Regions from separate parts of the Gasterosteus aculeatus genome. Here region 2 is linked to region 1. Evidence: chromatin contacts called from public Hi-C data. All regions are on one chromosome and are shown on one strand. The core of a region is the stretch at or near the end of the contact, and the rest is flanking DNA. Distances in the headings are between cores, read along the strand shown. Region 1 holds the start of LOC120817843 (A disintegrin and metalloproteinase with thrombospondin motifs 2). Region 2 overlaps LOC120817843 (A disintegrin and metalloproteinase with thrombospondin motifs 2).

Region 1 (5,427 bases), core at 1,486-3,985:
AGAGGGACCCAGTTAGCCGTGTGGGTCCCGACAGCGTCTCCCAGTAATTCACTGACCTCATATCACACCTCACACGGTGAAGAAGAAATCAGGGCCCCTCTCCTGGAGCCAGACTTGTGAGGGAAACCTGTGTTTGGTGGCTGGGCCTTGAAACTGGGGGGGAGGGGGGCATAGCAGGGCACATCCTGATCACTTGAATTACACAAAACAACTGTCTGTGTTTGTCAAATGCCGGTTGCCCAACTCCTCACTTCTTCCAGCTCTTCCCCACCTCCTCCACTCGCATCGACTGTGAGAGCTGGCACACAAGAAGAGGACATGAGAAATGGAATGGAAGGCACATGTTAGCATTATGAAAAGCCCTCAATGTCAGTCTCACAGGGAAAAATGTTGCACTCTAGAAAAGTGGAAAGCGAGGTCACTTTATTTGAAACGTACTTTTGATAAAAGATTTTCATTCATGAACTTCATTAACTTTGTATTAAAACATTTTGTCAAATGTCAAGGGTGGATTAGTCCGCACAACGTCTCCCTCTGCTTTCAATGGCATCACCGTTCCTGCTTCCACACACATCTGTAACCTTGGTGTCATCTTCGATGCGACACTCTCCTTTGAACGCCACGACAAGCACATAACAGAAGATCGCCTTCTTTCATCTTAAAAGCACCGGCCGTCTGCGCCCCTTCCTCTGCTCTTCTCATCCACGCCGTCGTCACCTTTCGACCGAACTACATGCAAAAGCATCCTGTGCAGCACATCCACCAAAATCATCAAAAAACTACAATACATTCAGAGCGTCGTCCCAATCCTTGGAAAACTCCACTGGCTCCCCGTACCTCAAAGAATACAGTTTGAGGTTCATACAAAACCTTTCACGACCTTGTCCCCGTCTTACCTGTCTGACCTTCTGCACCCACACGCTCCCACGTGCAACCTCAGATATGCTTACACCAACCTCTGTATCCCCCCCATGCCCCACCCCATCACCCTGTTCTGTCCAAATATCAGACCTGGGGGTATTGGGCCTTCTGTATTGCTGCTCCCTTCCTCTGGAACTCTCTCCTCAGAACCTCTGACATTCTCCGCCACTTTTAGCACTTGAAACTCTCTTTAAATCTGCTTTTAACCTGTGAGTCTAGTTAACTATGTTTTAGTTTTATGTCTCACTGTTTTGTCACCCCTTTCATTTGTATTGTTATTGCTTCTAATGTAAATTGCTTTACAAATTAAATGGGTTATCAATATTAATGCACACAATGTTATTGCACAAGGAAGAACTGTGTTCAATAATTGTTTCAACAACTTCACAGCAGTTCCAAACTTAGCCTTTTATCCAAGATGCAATTATACAATTAGAGATACAACAGGGAAACATGACATTTCCAGGAGTGGATGGCAAAGCCACCCAGACAATTAACTGCTTTTGTTAGAAATTCCCAATTTTAATGTGAGCTTCACATTAATATTGAGGTGACATTTAAAACACCTACCTTTTGTGTTTCAACCAAGCTACATTATGCTACAACAACTAAACTGTGCAGTGTGTTGGCAGAGAGTCCTGGTAATAAACATTAAACCATAATTTTCTCTTACTAACTCAATTTGATGAATGAGTAAAGGAAATAACTCATATTTGCCACAAATCAACTATGTGGAGTCATAGAAAAGTGGAGTCATTCTTATGTGGGTTGACATTATTTTGCAGACTGAGATTAGTTTGTCCTAATTAGTTGTGTGCTTGAAGACTTTATTGTGCTTCTATCGAGCACTCTGTGCCGGTTTGTGTTGCTTTAGAAATCTGGGCGCAAAAGTGAATTCCACATCAAAGAAAATAATTAAATCTGAGCTTTTCTTAAATTGACACACTTCAAATTGGGACTGACCTGGCTTTGGAAAAAAATAAAAAACATGCTTTTCTTGGTGCGTTTTCCGCGTTATTGAATTTCTTTTACATTGTTTTAAAAAGAGAAGATAGGACACTTCTGAAAAGGTAATTGTTTTTGCTTATATCAGCAGTTCTCCTTATGCTGCTCATCGATGTTTGAAACAATATAAGATTAGTGGTCAATGGGGTAAATGATGCGTTAAATGAGGGCAAGCAGGTTAGGGCTAGTCCGACTTTTTCTGTCTGTAAATTGGACCCTTGGGCCCTGGGAAACAGACGTGTAGTTCCACCAGTCAGCCACACGGGGCGCTGCGGTTCATCCAACCTAGGAGCCCTGACGGGATATTCAAAGTTACGGGACATCGGGGACCGGTAAAAGAAAGACATGAACAGTATTTTTCACACGTCAAAAAGCGCCCAAGCAGCAAAGCAATAAAAGAAAAGCCCCCCCCGCGTCTCGCCGCGTGCTGGAGGTGTGATAAAGCAGCGCGTTCCTTCATTTCACCGCGTTTGACGCGAGGCCCGTCGGTCCGTCAGCGGCGGAGATCCTCTCATCTCCTCACAGCGGAGACCCGCGGACCCCCGTCGCGCGCGTGTGTCCGTGCGCGCGCGCGCGCGTTTGTGTGTGAGTGTCGGGGAGTTGTCACAGCAAAAAGTGTGTGTGTGTGTGTGGGGGGGGGGCACACGCAACGTGCGAGAGGAGTTGAGGGAAAGAGAGACACAGAGGAGGAGAGTTGCGTGAGTGTCTGTGTGAGTGAGTGAGATAGAGATAGAGGGAGGGAGTGAGAGACCTCGGTGGAGGGGAGGAGGAGTAGAGAGAGAGAGAGAGAGAGAGAGAGAGAGAGAGGGGAGGAGGAGGAGGAGGAGAGCTCCGTCTCTCCCGGTGCACTTGGCAGTCTGCTTGCGGGCTGCTGTGCTGTTGCTGTCGTGGCGTGGCTGGTCGCGCCGGGCGGGGAGCGTCACCACACTGGAGCCCGGAGTCCCGCTCTCTCACCTGCGCAGTTCGGAGCTGCCATGGCTCTCTCGCCTGGATTTACTGTCCTGATCATCCTGCCGGCCTTTCTGCTGCACACCAGCGGCCTTTACATCGCCAGTAGCGTCGGTACGTACGGCGGGGTTAAACGTGGCCAGTGTTGATGTTTGTCTTCGTATCTTTTCCGGCGCTCACTTGAAGTCTGGAGATCAGCGAAGAGGCAAAACATTGTTTCTCATTGCTTTTGACATGCTTTTTATTGTTGTTTTTGTTGTTGTTGCAAACAACGCTGTGGGGTGCATGTGCAACTTCTGGCGTTTTTGCGGGCTGTGTCAGTGTTGCGATTGGCTTTTCTCTAATCCAGGGGACAGGGGGGGTGAAGGCTGTCTGAGGTGCAGGGGCCATCGGATGCACCGGTTTACCGTCGGGTTCGGCAGGGAAGTGTAGCCCAACATGATCTGATTCTGCCGCTGTCGCATCTATCGATCCGTCACAGGACGCTGGTGTCGGATGTCAGCGACATTGATCACACCATTATCAAATCACGCGTCTGACACGTGAGCTGAAGCAACATAAACAGCCAGTGTGAGGTTTGATCAGTCGGTTGACTTTATAAATAACGTAAGACGGGCGGATAGCGTTGTGATACTAATATTGATGATAATAATAATAATAATAATAATGAAGACCGCCACGTGCCCCCCCGGAGGACTACTTTAAGGTGCCTTCACGTCTCCGGCTGTGTGGTGTGACGTTAACACGGCCTCGGCTCTGCGGTGTGTGTGTGTGTGTGTGCGTGTGTGTGTGTGTGTGTGTGTGTGTGTGTGTGTGTGTGTGTGTGTGTGTGTGTGAGGTGTGTCGCTTTTCAAATGCACCTGTGTTTTCAGTGTCACTTGGAAACGTCCCTTCATCCAAGACAGCATTGACTCACTTTACATTTATTTGCATTTAGTTAAGATTCAGTGATGATATTTAAAAGACGAATAACGCGTTCCGCGCATCAAATGATTTGATTTAGTTTCATTTGGCCGTATAAATCACTTTTCGCGAATAGAGCAGCGTGGCAGCGAGAGAACGGCGCGAGAAAGCCGCAATTAGCGCCTTCTCCTGCTGCAGGCTCTCCTGTTGATGGTGGAAGGGCACAGGAGGTGTCAGGAGCGCAGCGCGCTCTGCTGAGGCTGCAGTAACCGAACGCGCGCTGCCGAGCACCGGGGTCGCCTCTGGGTGGGGCTGTACTTGTGTGTCTGCGCTTGTGATTGGTTACATTTTTTCTCATTTCTATTACTTATCATGGTGACGGAGAATGTGCAATACTTAATCCTAGTACATTCTTTTTTCCTGTACATATTTTTGTTGCACCCGTGACATCCTCTCCACGCGTCTCCCATGATGATATCCCACCACTGTTGTTGTTGTTTATTTTTTCATCTTTAACCTCCAACAGTCTTCAATACCTAATTTTCACGTATAAAACACACAACAATCTTTCCCACTCTGACCTGCCACTACCTCCCTCTCTCTCTCTCTCTCTCTCTCTCTCTCTCTCTCTCTCTCTCTCTCCCTCCTCTACTGTCCTGTTCCCAGACTCCCTGCAGCATGTCCTGGGGGAGTATGGACTGGTGAGGCCGATCAGTGTGGACGCGGAGGGCCGCTTCCTGTCGCACGCCGTCTCGGCTGGCCGCGTGGCAGGAGGGCAGTCCCGTAGGCGCCGGAGGAGGGAGGTAGGAGTAGGCGATGATGATGAGTGGGAAGGACCAAAAGAAGAGCCCATGGCCCTCCGCCAAAGGCTCTACTACAATGTCACCATCTTCGGCCGGGAATTCCACCTGCGTCTGCACCACAATGCCAGGCTGGTGGCCCCCGGAGCCAAGATGGAGTGGCACGATGACAGCGACAGCACTCTGCATTCTGAGCCACTGCACGATGAATGCTTGTACGTGGGGGACGTCAAAGACGAGCCAGGAGCCTCTGTGGCTATTAGCAACTGTGACGGCCTGGTGAGTGGACACACTTTGTACCTCTTATGTGTGCAGTGTTCACTGAGCTCACTTCATGACAGAATTAACACGACCACGTCTTCCTCCCTGGTGACGGTTTTCTGGATGACCATGTAGCTTAGAAGGGGGTCCTCTTTTCTCCCCAACATCCTCCAAACCGGTTGCCTGGGATGAGAAATACCTGAGTCATGTTTTCCCTCTGACCTTTATGATATGCTCATGTAAACGGGAGCTTATCAAAGGTATATATTGATCCCTCACCGATAACCTCATATATATGTATATATATATATATATATATATATATATATATATATATATATATATATATATATATATATATATATATATATATATATATATATATATATATATATATATGTATATAATAACATTGTAGCACTGGACAAATAGCAGACACTTCCAGAGCATTTGAATTGAAGATGCCACCATCAGATATTTTGATTGCACAACAGTTGCTAAAAGAGCCTGAATTGCACGTGCTTTTAATGGAGCTGACGATGATACGGTACGATGTGGTACGATGGCGATGAATTGAGGAAAAGAATCA
Region 2 (5,427 bases), core at 2,100-4,599, 74 kb after region 1:
TGGAGCTCATTTTCATCTGTTGTGTTTTGTAATTACTCGCAGAATCTACCCCTCACTTTCTGCCTGTTTGAATGAATGCCAAATTGAGGGACGGGTCGAGGTGAAACATTTTCTGTGTGTGTGTGTGTGTGTGTGTTGGCGGCGCACCGCTGTCTGCAGGACATCAAAGCGCCCCCGCAGTAAAACCACTAAATCCCGTCTGCGAAGTTCAGCAGGAGTGTCAAAGTGTGTTTGTGTGTCTTGATGTGTTGGATGAGTTGAACGTGTGTACCGGTGCTTCTGCTTCCCACTCCTTTCCCATGTGTTTGCCTCCCTTTAAGACAAGAGACGGATCGCGTGGCGTACACTGACAGCGATATGGATAGGGAGGGGGGGGACACAAACAAAAAAAGACGTACCTGAAAGAGAAGACATTTATTGTCATTCTCAAATCTCAAGAGACGGAGAGGGAGAGAGAATAAGGCGACGCAGACGGAGAAGTGAATTAATAAGTTACAGTTAAGTGAGTTTGGAAAACAAAACAAAAACAGCAAGGGGAAGGAGAAATTGACATCCGGGGCACCGTAGATATGTGCATTGTTTCGAGTGACCACGGGTGACAAAGTGCGCTGAAAAGAAAAACACGAGTGCTGCACCAATGTCGTTGTGGTAAATCCTGCAAAAATATGACGCGTGCCAAATGCCAGGAGGAGGCCATTGTGCAGCAATCATCCTGTGGGCGACCATGGTGATAGATTTAGTGGCTAACAGTGATCTGTCTGTCTACTCTCCGTCTCAGCCATTAACGGAGACCTTTAGAGAGGTTCCGCTGTGTGTTAATCACACTTTCCGCGATTATGAATGGTCTTTGCTGGCCAAGCAGTTGCACCTGCGTGTAAGTTTAATTTACATGATGCATAGCTGCACACTGAGGTGTATTTTCACTACTCCAGCATGTGATGAGCATCATTTCTGCAGCAGCTATCTGGAAGGGGTGTTGAAGCTCCAGAGGCAGGAAAAGGCGACGTCGTCCAGGTAACAAGAGACACCTTGCTACCTGGATGTGTATGGAGCCCTGTCACACTCACATTTCTAAGTCTAAATGACTTAAATATTCCCCAGTGTGTTGACAGACAGATAAAGGAGAAGCTGTCCAAAGTCTTATCTAATTTATGTAACACTACAGCCAAATTTTATTTGATGACTCAGTTTGGTCTCGTCGGCCGCTGAGGGTGTTTTCAATGCATATTAAGCGAAAGCCACATTCCATGATGAGTTTACATCCTTAAACAACATGTAAATGTACTTTAATCATATTACAAATTCAAGTATCTCTTCAAATCATTCTCAGCCTCTCATGTAAGCTTCTTATCCATTTCTATTTTATTCTGTCTCTTGCACGTTCCCCAACTTCACGGAGACACAAAAACCAAAAATTGCCACAAAACCTCTTTTAATGTGGTTGTATTATGATCACAAACTCAAGAATGACTCTCTTCTTTCCTTGAACTAACGCTGTCTTCTATTCACAGTTGAAGGTGAAAAAGTCCCATTTAGAGAGCCGGCTGCTCACGGGCTGCACTGTTTAGTGTTCCGGCTCGAAAAAACCAACACATGGATGGATGACTGCAAAGCGTCACACGCTAGCAAATGATCATATTATGCCGGGAGCAGTACACTTTACATTTCAGAGGGTTAATTGGTATATATCTGATCATTTACCACACAGATGTTCCCGACAACAAAAAGACAGATGCTGAAAAGGTTTCTTGAATATTATCTAAAGCGGATGAGGCTTTACGTTACAACCGTGTTTATGTCCTGATGTCGTCAACGAAATGTTTTGCTGGCGAGTTTAGTTACCAGATCAAGTCTTTGACTCGAAGGATTCCTCCACTGGAATTTTTCCAAATGAGCTGCTACTCTACACTACAATTGTTTTCTAAGAATGCATCCTTTCCAGTCCCCCCCTAAGCGTTTGTCTCCTTCCTCGCTCTGCCTGCGTGCTCCCTCTCCGCTCTCTGCTCAGCTCCTTGTGCCGCTGCCTCTCTGTTTCTATTCGTAGCATTCCTCAACCTTCTGCCTTTCCCTCGCCGGCTGCGTGTGTGTCTGCAGTTTCGCTCGTCGTCCCTCTACATCTGTGTGTGTGTGTGTGTGTATGCGTATACACACTCTGTGTGTTCCTCTTCCTCCACAGCTATACATCAGCCATCTCATTACGGCTGTCTGTTTTTACATCCCTTTGCCTCATTAGGCACTGCGCACAGCCACTGAGGACGGCGGGCCTCGACTCCAGCGCCAACGTACCCCTCTGTCTCTCTTCTCGAGCGCGCGCGTGTGTGTTTTGCCAGTATAATGCTCTTTGCATCTCCCTTGTCACACATTACTTGGTTTTGCTTGCATTAGGCTCTTTCCTTCCTTCATCTCCTCTCCATCTGTGCTCGTGGGAAACGGACTTCATTGCCCTTTTCCCAACTTCCTTTTCTCTTCACTTCGTCTGTCACCCTGTTGCTGTTGACATGCTTTAGTGCAACAGGTTTATGAATTACTACTGGATATAATCATGGTTAATAAGCAATTATAGATCTGTTCTAAGGCATATACGAGCTTTGACTTTAATAGCAGAGTTCTTTGGAATTGATGGATTATTATGAAAACCAGAAATAATTCATGAGCAACTAACATTGTCGACTAAAAGTTGTCCTAATGACTCTAAATTATTAGTGTAGACATTGTTGTATTTCTCCTGCTGAGTCCTCTCCTACGTCTTGTGCTTATCTGTGTGACTGTAGGTGAATGAGATCTACCACGACCAGTCTTTGGGAGCAAAGATCAATGTGGTGCTGGTGAGGATCATCATGCTGGGCTACGGCAAGGTGAGACCTGATGACTTCTACCCAAACGTGGACGCCTTGTCTCTCCGTCAGCAATGTCTCTTGTACTAGCGTTCTGCTACAATAGCTTCACATACCTTCAGAAAGCAAAGCCTAGTAGTACATACAGACAGGCGCACACACACGCACACACGCGCTCACAAACACACAAACACATTCATCAGCAGGCACCGATGCCCGTAGCCTGTTATTCCAGTGGACTGAGCAAAAGAGGAACTAAAAGCATGCGGCATCCCAGGGGACTGTTTTCAAGTCGCACGCCTTCACAGTTCAGCACCAAAGCACACAGAAACTCTGCCCGTTATGCAATCAGCCTTCCTCCCAGTAGGCTGCTGCACAGAATCATGGGAAGTCCAGGCAAAGATAAGCAATCAATGATAGCCCTCCCTCATTCATAAACAGGGAAACCGGACAATGGGGGTAGCATCCTTTTCTTCTTGACTGTAACTCTATCTTCCTGCCTGTGCCAAAGGGGAGAGGAGAGCGGGGTGGAAGAGAGGGAAAACAGATAAAGCCGGAGATGGCAGGAAAGGAGACGGGCTGGGATTACCCCACAGAAGGGATTTTATTGCTGGATAGGTGCTCTGTGATACACTTATGCTGCTGTAGCCTTATCTCTTCCTCTCTCTACAATGTCTAACGTCCCAGTGGAGCCCACGAAACACACACACACTCTGCTACATTGGTCATTCTGGACCAGCCCCTATGCAGCTTCAGCCAAAGCTCTGGCTGTCCATCATCCCCAATTACCGTGGCAACGGAGCTGCGCGCAGACAGCCCGCAGATTGTCTATCTGACCCTGAATGCAGGCGCACCCACACACACACACACACACACACACACACTTGAACGCAACAAGTGCACTTAAAACACCATTCCAAAATCATCTTTAAAAACACACTGAAACACATTCACAAGCACCTGATGAACACGAAGCACACTCACACACGCACCTACTGTGTCTAAGGGGTGTCTGTGCAGAGGCAGGCCATATGTCTTCTCTGCTGCCCACCCACAATACACACACTCCCCGTTTGGAGTCCGCTGTGCATTGTGAGTGTGTGAAAGCTGGCAGGAAATGCAGAAATGAAGGCAAAAGGAAGCAGAGAAAGAAAGACTTAGAACAGGGAGGGGAGCAGAGGTCCTAATGAGGAAGCGAATAAGAGGTGAAGGTGAATAGACATGATTGCTGGTTTCTGGGAGTTTGTGTGGGTGTCTGTATTGTTCATTGAATCATAAGTACATTTTCTGTAATTGGACATGTTTTTGACTATTAGTGCATAACTCATTAACAGGCAGCTCTTTGTTCACTTTCTTATTCATTATTGAAATGATCAAGCTTACAGGAGCATTATTGTGTACTGTGGATCCCTTGGAGTGAGTGTGTGTTGAACACCTCAGCAATTTGCAAGATGTGCTGACACCATATAACATTGTGACACTGCCCCCTACTGGGCTGAATTAAATGTTATTGTACCAGAGCAGAAACAAGAAGCTGGTTTAGTTCCTGGCTTTTTTTTCTTGCCCTCTTCTCTCTTTCTCCAACATGCTTCCCTCTCATTCTAGTCCATGAGTCTGATTGAACTGGGGAACCCATCTCACAGTCTGGAGAATGTGTGTCGCTGGGCCTTCCTGCAGCAGAAGAAGGACACGGGGGACGCTGAGCACCATGATCACGCCATCTTCCTCACACGCCAGGAGTTTGGCCCCACGGGCATGCAGGGTATTGTACACTCTTACACATTAACATTTAGCACATACATCAAAATGACATGCCCACCGTCTACTTTGAACTCAAACTCACACAGAGAAAACTCCCCTCTTGCTCCCTCCGCCTGGAGAAGCTGCATAGTGCACTGTGGGTTCGGTGGTTTTCCGTGCAGCAGAGTGCAGGCTAACAGGCAGGCCCAGGGGAGAGGCCTCTGAAGGCAGTGGCCCAGCTATCCAGAAGCCCTTCAGCCGCCCTTGGGCTCAGCCTTCAGCAGCAAAAAATCAATAAGCAGAGCAGAACCGGCCACAGTGCCACAATTAAAAACAGGACAGGACACACGAGGAGTCAGAGATGGCATATGCAGGGGTGGAAGGCGACGGGGTAGGGTTAGAAATGCAAAGATACACACATCTGTGTGTGGGTTTGGCTATGTATAGATAGTACATGTTATGCACGTTTTTGAAGCAAGAAGTCACAGGATTGAATGTAAAAAAAAAAGTGATTTATAGTTCAACCGAATGGATTAAATCACACTTCAATGCATGTCATTAAAGCAGATGTTTATTTCAGTAGATGAGAGACTGACTTCATTCTTTGAATATTATTCAATCCTAGAAAATGAATACAAAAGGATCATTTGAAAATAACTTATTGAAAAATATATTTTTTTGTAATGTTTATTGGGCTTTTACAGATGTGTTTTTGTTCTGTTTTAGATATATCCCCTTTTCTTATTTTGATAATGAATGTTCCATGTTTTTTGTCACTTTTCACAAACTTTTTTTGCAAGCTTTCAGTGCAAGATAATAACTCTACAAATCTTGACAAGTGGGTCTCTCTTCC

The links. A called contact is a pair of places that touch in the nucleus more often than the background predicts.
Region 2: a Hi-C map of skeletal muscle shows a contact between it and region 1, with 1.8 times the contacts expected there. The contact joins the enhancer-like site here to the promoter of LOC120817843 in region 1. A contact is called at or near these places in 2 of 6 Hi-C or Micro-C datasets (both in skeletal muscle).

Annotation. Positions count from the first base shown.
Region 1 is chr4:11,328,918-11,334,344 of fGasAcu3.hap1.1, forward strand. LOC120817843 (A disintegrin and metalloproteinase with thrombospondin motifs 2) reads left to right here and starts at 2,736. Exons shown (of 23, transcript XM_040174454.2): 1 at 2,736-2,988; 2 at 4,444-4,856. The coding sequence starts at 2,901.
Region 2 is chr4:11,402,327-11,407,753 of fGasAcu3.hap1.1, forward strand. LOC120817843 (A disintegrin and metalloproteinase with thrombospondin motifs 2) reads left to right here. Exons shown (of 23, transcript XM_040174454.2): 5 at 2,772-2,855; 6 at 4,440-4,596. Among protein-coding and RNA genes, the nearest start is that of LOC120818433, 19 kb to the right of the region's middle. Within about 2 kb of position 3,350, at least 1 of the 9 cell types and tissues checked has open chromatin away from gene starts, as enhancers often do.